Linked DNA regions of Mus musculus: region 1 is linked to region 2. Evidence: chromatin contacts called from public HiChIP or PLAC-seq data. All regions are on one chromosome and are shown on one strand. The core of a region is the stretch at or near the end of the contact, and the rest is flanking DNA. Distances in the headings are between cores, read along the strand shown.

What was found. HiChIP or PLAC-seq counts read pairs in DNA pulled down with a chosen protein or histone mark.
Region 1: a contact with region 2 is called in an H3K4me3 HiChIP or PLAC-seq map of embryonic basal ganglia, with 6 times the contacts expected there. The contact joins two enhancer-like sites. A contact is called at or near these places in 3 of 115 datasets of contacts at active chromatin or transcription factors (differentiating embryonic stem cells, embryonic basal ganglia and stem cell-derived neural progenitor cells) and 1 of 9 other capture datasets (embryonic tail).

What each region holds. Positions count from the first base shown.
Region 1 is chr3:35,084,163-35,090,335 of GRCm38.p6, forward strand. No RefSeq gene overlaps it. Among named protein-coding and RNA genes, the nearest start is that of Gm35255, 140 kb to the left of the region's middle. Within about 2 kb of position 4,394, at least 64 of the 459 cell types and tissues checked have an H3K27ac peak or open chromatin away from gene starts, as enhancers often do. A contact at or near this core is called in embryonic basal ganglia, where this site is marked.
Region 2 is chr3:34,248,809-34,255,074 of GRCm38.p6, forward strand. It overlaps Gm52623 (a long non-coding RNA gene), which reads right to left. Exons shown (of 3, transcript XR_003954607.1): 3 at 5,610-6,266. Among named protein-coding and RNA genes, the nearest start is that of Gm52623, 15 kb to the right of the region's middle. Within about 2 kb of position 4,108, at least 13 of the 459 cell types and tissues checked have an H3K27ac peak or open chromatin away from gene starts, as enhancers often do. A contact at or near this core is called in embryonic basal ganglia, where this site is marked.

The DNA of each region.
Region 1 (6,173 bases), core at 3,144-5,643, 840 kb after region 2:
GGGGCTGGGTTGGGCCCCTTCCTCTACACACAAGGGAATCGGAGTTTGAAAAGGCAGTTCTCTGTTGCTCCTGCTCTGAGCACAAGCCCCCTCACAGCAGACCTAGAACACAAGCTCCCTGCACCTTCCACTCCAGAGGACACTGTTTTGCCATTTCACAAAATTTGCATGATCCAGGAGACAGGCCAGCTCTGCAGTTTAACTCTCATACCAGGGATGGTAGAAAAGAGCTAAATTTGCCTTGCTTCTGTGTTTTTAACTCACAGCTGCTCCACGGAAGGATCATACAACACATGACGTGACAGGGACTTAACGCCACACATACAACATATCAAATGTAGTCAGCAGTGATGAGATTTGGTACCAAATAAGAAGCTTTAATTAATTTTAAATGCTGCTTTTCACAGTGTCAAAAGCTCAGTCCACTGAAGTGGAAAAGGGGGTTGGAATGGCCAGAGCCTAGCAACCCGGCTAATCTGGGCCCTTCTGAGCAGCTCATTTAGAATTCTTACATCAGTGCATAGGCATGCTGAGGTGGGGCTCATGGGGACAAACAAAATAGCAACTCCAGCTCTGGACACTCCTCAGAATCCTGCGTCCTGGGGAGGCCCGAGGGCTCAGCTGTATTAAGGGGCCGTTGGAGTTCCCCTGTTATTTGTCTCCTTTCTGAGGATTAGAACTTCCGCTGGGCTGTGCTCATCTGTGCTGAGAATTTAAAGCGTGGTGTGTGCAACAGGAGCAGCAGGGTCTGCTAAAAATGTCCAAAAAGAACCCATTTTGACTTTTAAAACCTTTACATGTACAAAGAACAGTAAATGAAGGGGTTTCTAGTTTCTTCTAGGAGCACATTGGATAATGGTTTCTTTACCCCACCTTTCCCGTGCCTTTGTTTTTAAATTGTTGACCACATAGACCATTCAGCAGTATCAAGGTGGGAAGGCCAGGTGTCTATGTTATTATACACACATACGCACCCACATATTGAGCAAATGCCATATATACTACACACATCTTACATGTCCACACATACACACACACATACACACACACACACACACACACACACACACACACACACACACACTCTATATGTACCATACACAACATGCACACTTTACATGTTTACATACACATGGACCCACAAACACACATGCAAAGAGACAATATAGGTACCACAAACACCATACATATCTTACATATGCACACACACACACACACACACAGACAATATATGTACCATGCACACCACATACCAAGCTCATGTGCACACATATAGATGCATTGGAACCTTCTTTTATCTTCATGACATGTAAGTGTACTCGTGGGTGGGTTGGGCCTTTTCTCACTAATCTCTTCCTGGAGACCACAGAACCACATAGCAAGAACTAGCAGGAAAGGCTACTTGATCTCTGTGTGACTGCCTCCCTGGTTTTACATCAAGGAAACTGAAACTAAAGGCACCATGACAAGGATGGAGACACATCTCTGAGTTCTTCTACTTCACAGTCCCTTGTTTTACTGCACAGCTGTTGCTTTGTGTGATCTAGAAGAGTGACAAATGCTCAGGTGCTAGGTACAACTGAGAACATAACTCCGAGGGAGCCATATACTCCATTCAGATCAACATAAGAACAACACAAGTCATGCTGGCCAGTTCTAGTAAGTGAAGCCCTCTTTAGGTCCCACGGTCATGGATCAAAGCTATTTTATGTCTCCCTATTATTTTATCTTCTGTAATACTCACTTTGTTGCCATGGCCATAACTAACACTAAATCAATAATCTTGTTTCTCATGGCCGGCCAGCCATTCATTAATGAGAGCAGTGAGCCCATCTTCGTCCTCCTTTGGCCTAACTTTTCTCATGTCTTCTACAGACGTCAAGAGTGAGGTAGCAGTTTCTCGAGCTTGTGCTCTGCTCCTGTTGTATGGATAGGAGTCTAGAAGCATGACGGGTCTGGAGGGCTGTGTGGTTGTCGTTAGCAGTGGGAAAGTGCACACAGCAGCTGCGGCAAGCTTCCAGAAGCAAACATGCAACCCAGGGGCAGCCCAGAACAGGCAACCCAGGGGCAGCCCAGAACAGGCAGGCGCATAACGTGATCACGTTTCCATCACAGGAGTTTAGAAACTCCAGATGGGTAAGGTTAAAAATATTTTAAGGAAGTCTTTCCTGAGGTATGCCTGTTCTTTTGAGATTTTAGTTTTAGTTGGGCTCAGGTGAGCATGAGGGAGCAAAAACCATGTAGAAAAGAAGAGGAAATAACAAATATGCAGGGCATCAAGTTGAGTGTCGTTTGTGATTGGTTTTCCATTATTAACAGTGTTTCTGAGAAGTCACAGACACTGTGCAGCAACATGGGAGGGGTCCTCAGAGCTCCCTCTGCCCGTCATTAACTCTGCACCACATAGCTGGATGGCTGTCCCCACCCTGCATGGAATTTTATTCCCCTTTCCCTTGTCCCTCTACCCCGTCACACAAGGTCTGAGTGTGCGTGTGCCTATAGTCAAACTGAGTTCTAAAATTCTCTTTACAAATGTAAAATTAAAGAGCCCTTGCTTCTCCGGTTTTACTAATAGTTTCACCACAGGGGTGCTTTATACAGTATTCACCAACTATCTACTAGTGTACCATGGCCTACATTTTCCCCAAACCAAAATGTTGCTGGCATACAGGAAGTAGGAAGCTACCCTATAGTAGAATGACCAGTAGATCCTGTTATAGAATAACGAATCCGATCTGCCCGTCTGTTCACCTAAAATACAGATAATGTACGGATTAAAACTTTAGGCAGAAAGAAGAGCAGAGTTTAAACATTATCTAGAATCTTTGCTTGAGTGTCAGATTAGGACTGTACTGTACAAATCTGAATCTCACTCACCTATCAGCTATGAAGGCAGTTCACAGGAAAAAGGAGGTTTGGGCCAGTACCTGGGAATGGAAGGCAAGAGCTTTGCATACTGGTTTAATCACTGCTGAGAAGGAGACAACAGACTTCTGTCAGCCTCCTGTAAGTCCAACAGGAAGACAATAAGGTCTAAGAACCCAGCTTTCAAGTGTCCATGGAGTGGGAAGGTCACACTTCCATCAGGACACAGGATTGGCATGTGAGAGTGGGCATTGTGTGAGCAAGTCCTTAGGGATCTGTGAGAAAGGAAGCCAACAAGAATATCTGAGCTACATTCTAGAACAGACCACCACACCGTGTCTAAATGCATAGACACGAATCTACACACATGTATGAAACATGCTTCTGTGTGTCTCTCTTTAAAATAGACTATACATGACTACGTATAATAGATTGCACACAGTCTTGTGTAATAGACTATACGTACATTTATATACATGTAAGAACATACTCCCGTGTGTCTGGAATCTGTATGCAGAAGCATGACTGTTCACTGGCTCTAGTCAGTGAAGCAGCTCATTCCTTGCTATGAGTGTGTGTGTGTGTGTGTGTGTGTGTGTGTGTGTGTGTGTGTGTGGTGTGGTTTGTGTGTGGTGTGTGCCTCTTAAGGACATAGTTGCATAATATAATTTCAATGGAAACAACACTATCGGAAAACTCAAGCATCCTTCATTTTGAGTCCTTCCTTGACTGTCCCCTCTTGTGTTAGAGCTTCAACCACAAAACACAGAAGTATGTTCAACGCCTTGATTTTTTATTTTTTGGTTTTTGTTTTCTACAGTGGATCTTTTTCAATAGCATATATAGCATTTTTATTTTTCTTTAAAAAGACAAAAATGGGGAAAATTTTTCCCCTCATCTTTTTGCCAGTCGCACCATGGATGTCCACATACACATTTTAGCATAAAATGTTTCCTTATCGTGGGGGTAAACAGCACATCTCCCCCAACACCAAGATAGAGGGTTCTTCACTAACAGATAGTATGATTTAATTAGAAGCTATCAGAAGCGTGGGTGCCAGCCTGCTGTCTGTTCGATTATTTCAGTTCTCTGTAATCTGTTTGCTTATGCCTACAGCAACTTGTTGATATGGGAAGTCTCTGGGGAGAAACAGCAGAAAAAACAATGAGAGGCATCAGATTTAATAAAGTATCTAAGCAAAGTCTCAAAACGACACCCACACTATGAGGGAAAGCCAAATTTGCTTTTTCTGAGGGGAATTTGTGTTGGTCAGGGAGGGTTCCCGGAGGCTTTGTTTGGAGGCCTTGATGTGTAACCAGTGCACTATAGGCCGCCCTTCACCCTTGGCCTCCTCCTACCACCGCTCTGCCCACCCATACTGACACCGCGGGGGAAGGGTTTCAGAGCAGAAAGAATCAAAAGCTGAGGGACGGGGGAAAAAAGTGCTTTTCAGGGTCTGATGTGTGGGAATCAAATGAGAGGCCTAGCTCAAATCCGGTCGCCAAGCAACCGAAGTGCTACGCTGAGGGAATATCATTAAAGTTAGAAAGTAAGCACGGGCTCTGAATTAGTAAGCCAGGCCCAGGCTGGAGGGTGCGCCCCGACTCTCCAAAGAGGACAAGTGGGGGGCTTTGCGGAGCTAAAGGAGGAGAGGAGAGAGAGGCAGAGAGAGAACGCAGCTGATTTGTAGAGTTTTTTCATAAGAAAAGACAATGGCTGTCCAGACATAGGGTTAGTGGTGAAATATGGAAACGGCCTTGCTGCAGCTGGCTCTCTGACACAAGATTAATAAGTTGCTGTCTCCTAGCCGACCAGAACCTAGTGGGAACTATCCGGCATTTTATCTTGAATTGTGGGTAACAGCCTTATTGCAAGCTGGCCTAGTTTACTGCTCTGCTTTCTCCCCATCTCCCAAAGTGCAGCAAACATCTGTGCCTCTAATGAGGTCATCATTGAGGGTGTCCAGAGAGCTGGGCCCTGAGAACTGACCTCACCATTGCCTGAACACACATGACAAGTGCCGGGGTAGCAGGACAAATTAAATGGGGGGAGCTGGCACTCGGCTGTAAGTTAAGCTCTTAAGAAACTTTTTGCTGTGATGAGAGAGGGGGGTTAGGTTCAGATACAACAGCGCCACAAACCAGAAGGGAGCCCACAGAATTAGACATGGGCTCAGGATGGACATGACCACGCACACAAACAAGCCTCGCTTATCTGGGCCTGCCTTGGTGGAAATGGCCGTAGACCCACATGGTTTTAAAATGAAGCTCTGGTAGATTCAACCGTGTGTGTGTGTGTGTGTGTGTGTGTGTGTGTGTGTGTATACACATACACAGCATTTTCATGCCATTTACAAAGTAATTTGATCATGGGCACAGACAACAAACCAAGCTTCTCTGGAGAACCCCCGCCTCCCAAATAAAAACAACACCTCTAAACAAACATGTACCCAGAAACTCAAAGGGCCACAGCAATTTTGTTTAGTCATCTAATGTCAGAACACTGCAAGGATAGTGCTCCCTTAAAAAGAGCCCATCCTGAGGAGCCAGAAGCCAGCTTTAGAAGGAAGGGGGAACTTTAAGCTTGGAGGGAAGCTACATTGTGTCTATGATTTAATTTATAAGCATTTTAGGCAGTGTTAACCAGGGCTGGGCTGGCCACATCTGTCCAGTCAGCCCAGTCAAGTCAGAGGTGGTGTCGTTGATTCACAAGGATAAGATGTATACGAATAAAGTCCATGAAGGTAGATAAGAGCCAATAAAGTCTCAAAATACACCTAAAAATATCAATTCCCGTGAGTCAAGGGTCCGTTTGCAGACATGATTCCATACAGTGGAGCCCAGAGTGTCCTAGAGCTGTACTTTTAAAAGGAGTTCAATTCTAAAAAACAGGCATTTGGTGACAGGCTGGAATCTGTCAACTTTTGCTGTTCTGATACTACCATGTTTTCAGAGAACCATCACACAAGAGATGTGGGGGACTAGACGTGGAGAAACCTTTGCTTTCTCCAGAGCCAGTAAATGAACAAAAATCTTAACCAAATCTATAGTGTAGGCATCTTGGGAAGGAGAAGGCAGGAGCAGATGGGCTGAGCAGGAGGATGTCTTGGATACTTCTGACTGACCCTGAACATCTCCATGCTAACATCTGCCATCTGCGTTAAGCGTAAATGCCAGACATAGATGCGGGTTGATTCTGGACATGTGTTCAACATAGGCAAGTCAAGAAACCGTCTCAACAGCGATGCTAGAGAGAAGCCCAGAGTTACCCACAAAGCCGTCAGTTAAAACGCTTCACCTTCGATCGGA
Region 2 (6,266 bases), core at 2,858-5,357:
CATCTTTAAGACATTAGAAAACTTCTAAACAATGACCTTCTCCCACATTAGGTCAAAACCTACTGCTGGACACTGGCATTTCACTGTGTGCTTTTACTCTGTAGTTTGATGTGAGTTGTAACATTACACGTGTGATTGTTCAGACCCGTTACTCAGTCACTACTGACTTTCCTCCTGGGTGGAGGAAAGCATACAGGTGAATCTGTGTTCTCTAAAGCCACACAGCCCTTTCTGCACCCTAAACTAACTTCTCCACCACTCTGATGAAGCCTGTGAGCTAATAAGCATGACATTTATAGTTGCCTATACTAAGTCAAGTTTGCCATTCTGCCTTTGCCTTTCCAAGACAAAGATGCCATTTCAGTAAGTCTCAAACAGCAGCACCCTGAGCCCCCTCAGGCATCCAAACCCAACAGTTAGTCACTTTTTCTCTGTTGCTTGAAGCTTCTCAAGTTTCTGGATTACACTTTTTATTTAGGGTGTGATTGATCATGACCACATGTGGCATCTCCAAAGCATCTGCACTGGACTTATAGAGCATACTAATTGAAGATGACTTCCTTTTTATGTTATCAGAAAATTCAGTAGCTACCCTGAGGGACTAAAAGCAATGGCTTGTAGGATGTGCTTCTCTGCCCAGAGCCAGTCACTTACTGCCGCGGTATTTATTATAAAATATGAGACCGTGTACAAAGCTGAAACCTTGTACGGAATAGCAAGGTTTTACCTCTTTTGCTCAGCTTCAGCTCAAAGCTTTCAGAATGAGTAGAGTTGGAACCTGAGGAGGATTATGAATATGTTAAATGGGGCTGGAGTCACGAATGATTTTTCAAAGAATGCCACTTTTGAAAAACTAAGTTGAGTAAAGGCTTCTCTTGCTGTTTGCTCATGAAAAAGGTTGATCTCTGGTCCCACACTGACCCATGGAGAGCTTTGTCTTCATGTTCAAGATTAGGCTGTAGCTGGAACATGGTTCTGGACAGTCTGGCCCCTGTGGACCAAGGCTTCTGTTGTGATTATCTGAAGTCCAAGTGTTGTCTATTGCTAAACATTTTAACTACTTGGACACTTATAAAGAGCATCAGGAGTTCAAGGCTAGCCTATGCTACACAATAAGTATGAGGCAGCCTGGACTACATAAGACTCTGTCTTAACAATAATACGAAAAACACCCTCTGCCTGCCCCCCAAATCAATGTGACAAGAATCACACTTTAAACTTGGATTTCAACTCATTTGAAAATTTTGAGTTTTAATTCTCTCTGCCAATTCATAAGCCATACAACAGGATGAACTGAAGTCATAAATCAAAAGGTCAGAGCTGAGCTTTGGCTTCTGCCTTGTACATCTTGGGATGCTGGGACCTCAAAGATTTCTGAGTTTCCAGATAGTAGGAGGAAAGAGTTCTTGACTCAGAGACCAACAATGAATCCACTGCTCTGAGAATGACCTTTCTCTTATTTCTTTATAAAAACCACAGCCTAGTGACAGGTTCCTTACAGCATAGTTCAAATATGTGCGTTGTCTGAGAACCCTGAGGCTAGGCTAGGTGTTCCATGCAGGCTGCTGTGTCTGCTAGATGTGTGCTGAACCTCTGGCAAGAAAGCATCTCCTTGAATGTTTTTTATGAGTGATTTAAATTAAGTTTATTCATTTGTGTGTAGTGGGGATTGAACCCATCGCCCTGTGCATGCTCAGCTCTCTGTCACTGAGCTATGACCCAAACCCCTGCTTTCTTAAATTATATTGCCATAGTCTCTTTATTAATCAGCTCTAAAAGACAGGAGTTCCTCTGAATGTTTATTTCAAGTGTTTCCTGTCAGAATAATTCAGTGAAAACATGTTGGCATTGCTATTAGTATTTGAAATGATACAAAATAAAACAAAATCCGTGGGCTTTGTTTAATTAATTAATTAATTAATTAGTAATTCATTTTCATTAGTTAATAATTTATTAATTAATGCATTTGAGAGAGTCAGAGTTGTACACAGTATGAATTTTTTTTATTAACCATTCCATTTGTTTACATCTCATATGATATCCCATTTCTCGGTTACCCCCTCCACCCACCCCGCAGTATAAAATATTTTGATGCTACAAAAGCTATATTTTTTTCCAGATTTTTCTTAAATTTTTAGTTGACATAAAATTGCATCTGTGTATAGGAAACATGTATGTTAATTCAGGTATACATTTTATAGTGTTCAGATTTGGGCGGATAGATCTATTTCTCTCTTTGAAAACTAGAACCCACTAACAGTTATTCTATTTCATTTTTGGAACATTTATTATTTCATTGGGGTAGAAATAATTAAAAGTCTTCTTTCACCTTAAAAAAAAAAAGATGCCTCGTGTACGTGAGAAGCTCACTGTGTAAAGACCTAGGAAGAATGAAAACATGGGAGACCCTGTTGGCCAACGTGAACTCTCATGTCCTGCACCACAGGGCTAGATGTCCAAACCACCTCCAGTGTAGATGGAAGGTTTAGAAGATTGCAAATTCCTTTCAAAGGAGGAGTCTCTCCTCTCTCTTTTTGTTCTTTGGTGAATGGTTGTTGGCAGTAGGGTTTCGTTCAGGCTGATGTTTAGGACCTAGCACATACTAAGCAGGTGCCCTTCCACAGAGCTGTATTCCACTTGGATCCTAGTTGTTTGGCTAGAGATTTTCTTTTTGTCTTTTGAGACAGGGTCTCACTGTGATCCAGGCTGGCCTTGAACTCACTGCAGTATTCCTCTGTTTTCTCTGCAGAACTCACTGTCAGTCTCCCAACCAGTAGGATTATAGATATGAGCCATGACTTCCAGCAGCACTTCATGTGTGTGTGTGTGTATGTATGTGTGTGTGTATACATGTGTATACTGTATTTATTAATATGTATGTATATATACACAAATAAACATGTATATATGTATGTGTTTATATATGTATATACATGCATATATATATATATATATATATATGAGTATATTTATTTTGAACATTTGACCCTTCATGTTTAAAAGGCTAAAATGTGAATTTGAAAAGAGAAAAGTCTGAGCTTGAATTAACATTTTTTGAAGTCATAGCATTTAGCTCCTCATACCTTTCTGTTTCCTAATTTGGAGCTGGCAATAACATACAAATTAATTCCGAAGAAGTAAAATGTATCTCAGATTAGGTATTCTTGACTCTGCTGACATAAAACAATTTTACCATACTTCTATAAAATTAGTCCCCAGGTCCATCTACATGAACAGTGGTTATTCAGATATTTATTTGATTTGATTATAAGTAGTTATTGCTTATATATTTTAAAAAGTCATTTCCTTTTGCTTTTGGCTGTAAAAGTAGTGATAAAATGTGGTTGATTTTAAACAATTAGACCTTCATGGTTTCATTGAACGTTTCTCAGAGAGCAAAGAATACTGATACTTATGGATACAGTTCTAAAGTTTCCAACAAGTTCGTTAAAAAGTGTACTTTCCTCTTAGAACTAACCTTCAAGGCTCCTTGGGTGTAATGTGCTGCACCATCTTACATAAAACACTTCGGTGCTTCTGCGATGTTGCTGACAGTTTTTAGCATTTATCATTGGAGCCTGGAGATGAGCAGCCAGCAATCTGTGGTCAGAGGCCAGGAATATTTGGGAACAACCTCCAATGCCCAGGACACCCCGACTGCAGTCACTCCATAATATCCTTCATGTGGAGGTCCAGAAGCCTGGCATAAACATATGGCTAGACTGGCTGTGCATGAAGATGTGCTGTTCAGACACCTGCAACAACTCTTGGACTCGAAACACCCAGAAAGCTAAGTTCAGCAGCAGAATTTCATAAAAAGGTCTAAACCCAGCCTCCGAGAGAACACGAAGCCAGCATTATGCGTATAATACTGTGAATGTCGGAGATAAGGCTGGGCACCACTCTTCCCCTTTCCTAATCACCTCAGCCATTGGGTAGGCTTCTTGTTAATGGAAGCAAAGCAAAATTCCGTCGTGAAAATATTGGATATTCCAATTAATAAATTCCAAATAAAAGTGGAATTAAGCTAAAAATGATAAAGAGCCCTCGAGTGGCTTGTTGATTAGAAACTACTGTGGCTCCTCGTCTGGGCTGCAGCGCCAAGCAGGCAGCAGCTGCTGATAATTTGGTGCAAGTAATTGTAGAGCCAATAAGTTGAAGAAGTGCTTATTAAAAGAAACGGCTTTCCTATCTGCGTGTAAGTTCAATTGAGTAATGCACTCTACATGCGGTCTGACACTGGGTAAATTATACACCTGATTTAAAAACACTCCATCCAGAAGAGCTCCTATTTTGCTCATCCATAAAATTTTTACTTTCTCCATCGCTACTTGCAGCAATGTAGGCATAATATCTATCAAATTAGGCTTGGAGGACGCCTCAGTCTGGCACCCTGCGGGCTGGAAACATGTGCTTAATATTACTGCAGTGCTTTTAACCCCATGAGTGCCCAGGCTTAGCCCACACAGGCACAAGGAATGTGCTGCTCTTTCCTTTACCTCCCCCAGAACACATCCGAGACAGGGGTGGGCTGAATCACGAGGTAGAGAATAGGTACTGGAGTTTAAGGGAGCTCAAACGACGTGAAGTGTCTGAACCACCGTCTCCCAATTCTTAGAAACACGTCTGAAATGCAAACTTTGGAAAGCAGACCATTCTGGGTTAACTAAGAAGCTATGGACAGTGGGGCACAGCGTACAATAACAGCATGTTCTGGGGAACTCTTAGGAAGGTGACCATGGGATGTGTTTTACTTAAGTATGTGACTATCCAGATGACTAATTAATTCTAATGAATAGTCCTTTCCTTCTGTCTGATGAGTGCCAGGCAGTATGTACACCAGATGTGAAACATACTGAAACATAAAGCAGGCAACACACATGTTTTCTTGCAACCCAAGGCATTAAGCAAAAGGATCAAGCTTTCCACAGACCACCAAAATAGGATGGAAAACCATGAGCACTCAAAAGACATTTGTTCTCATTCATTCATTCATTCATTCATTCATTTGAGAAGATAGTGCCTGACTCACAGACTGCCCACTGACCCATGCCCCACTCTCTACCCAGTGGTGCTTCCCTGTTGTAGAGCTAAGAACACATGTACACACAAATCCATGTTCTTTCAGACTGCGGCTGCAGGGGCATCTTCTCTTCCTCCTCTTATTTTATGACTCTGTGTATAGCCCGCAACACAGAGTGTCAATGGGGGAAAGTATACTTACCAGAGAATTTTGTGCCCACTCTTTATTTATTCTTGATCTAGGGGGGCACCCTGATGTCAATTTAGCTCACTGTGGAGTGCTCTGAACATTAATGTTCTGTTGGCTGACATTTTGTTGTAAATGTTCTGTACCCCTCAAATCAGTCTCATGAAATTGGTTACTGGGATTTTAGCCCCCAAAGACAGGGCTCTGCTCTCTGGGTATTGATCAGCTAGGCTGTAGGGCAGTGCTTCTCACCCTTCCTAGAGCTGTGACCCTTTAACATAGTTCCTTATGATGTGAGGAAAATTATTTTCATTGTTACTTCATAACTATAATTAGCTACTGTTCTAAATCATATTGTAAATATCTGTGTTTTCTGATAGTCTTAGGTGACCCTGTGAAGGATTGCTTGACCCCCTCCCCCAAAAAAGGGATTGTGACCCACAGGTTGAGAACTGCTGCTGTGGGGACAACTAGATTCCAGAAACTAGAATAAATCTGAGAAAGGAGAAAGAACGGGAGAGCAGGGGGAGGGGGAGGGAGAATGAGAAATGAAAGTGAAGAGAGAGGGGAGGGAGGAAAAGTGATTGAGGGATGGTCTAGAGTAAGAATCAGATCAAAGCACAAGAGAGCCATGAGAAACCAGGAAACCAGAATTATAGGAGGAGCAGTTCCACATAGGCATCAAGAGCTAAGAGATGGATTATTCCTGGGAAACAGACCACTGGACCTGGAGGGAAGGCAGAAGGGGCCAGGAGATACCTTGTTTGTGGAATGAATGAATCCTTGGCAGAGAGGCAAGTATTGAGTGTGGGTTTCTTCCATAAAGCTTGGCAAGAGGGTGGAAGTTGGAAGAGTTGTATCTGGGAAGAGAGAATCTTGCTGTAAGCACAATGAAAAGGGTAGATTTGATCCTGGCTTCGCCATCCCGGGGAGCAAATGAGCCTCACTGTACCTGCCTCAAGGGGTAAGAGGACATCCATAGCCATACCTGAGAAACCAGCACTTCCATGGGCTCCCTAAATGACAGGGGCAGTTATTCTAGACAAGAGATACTCAA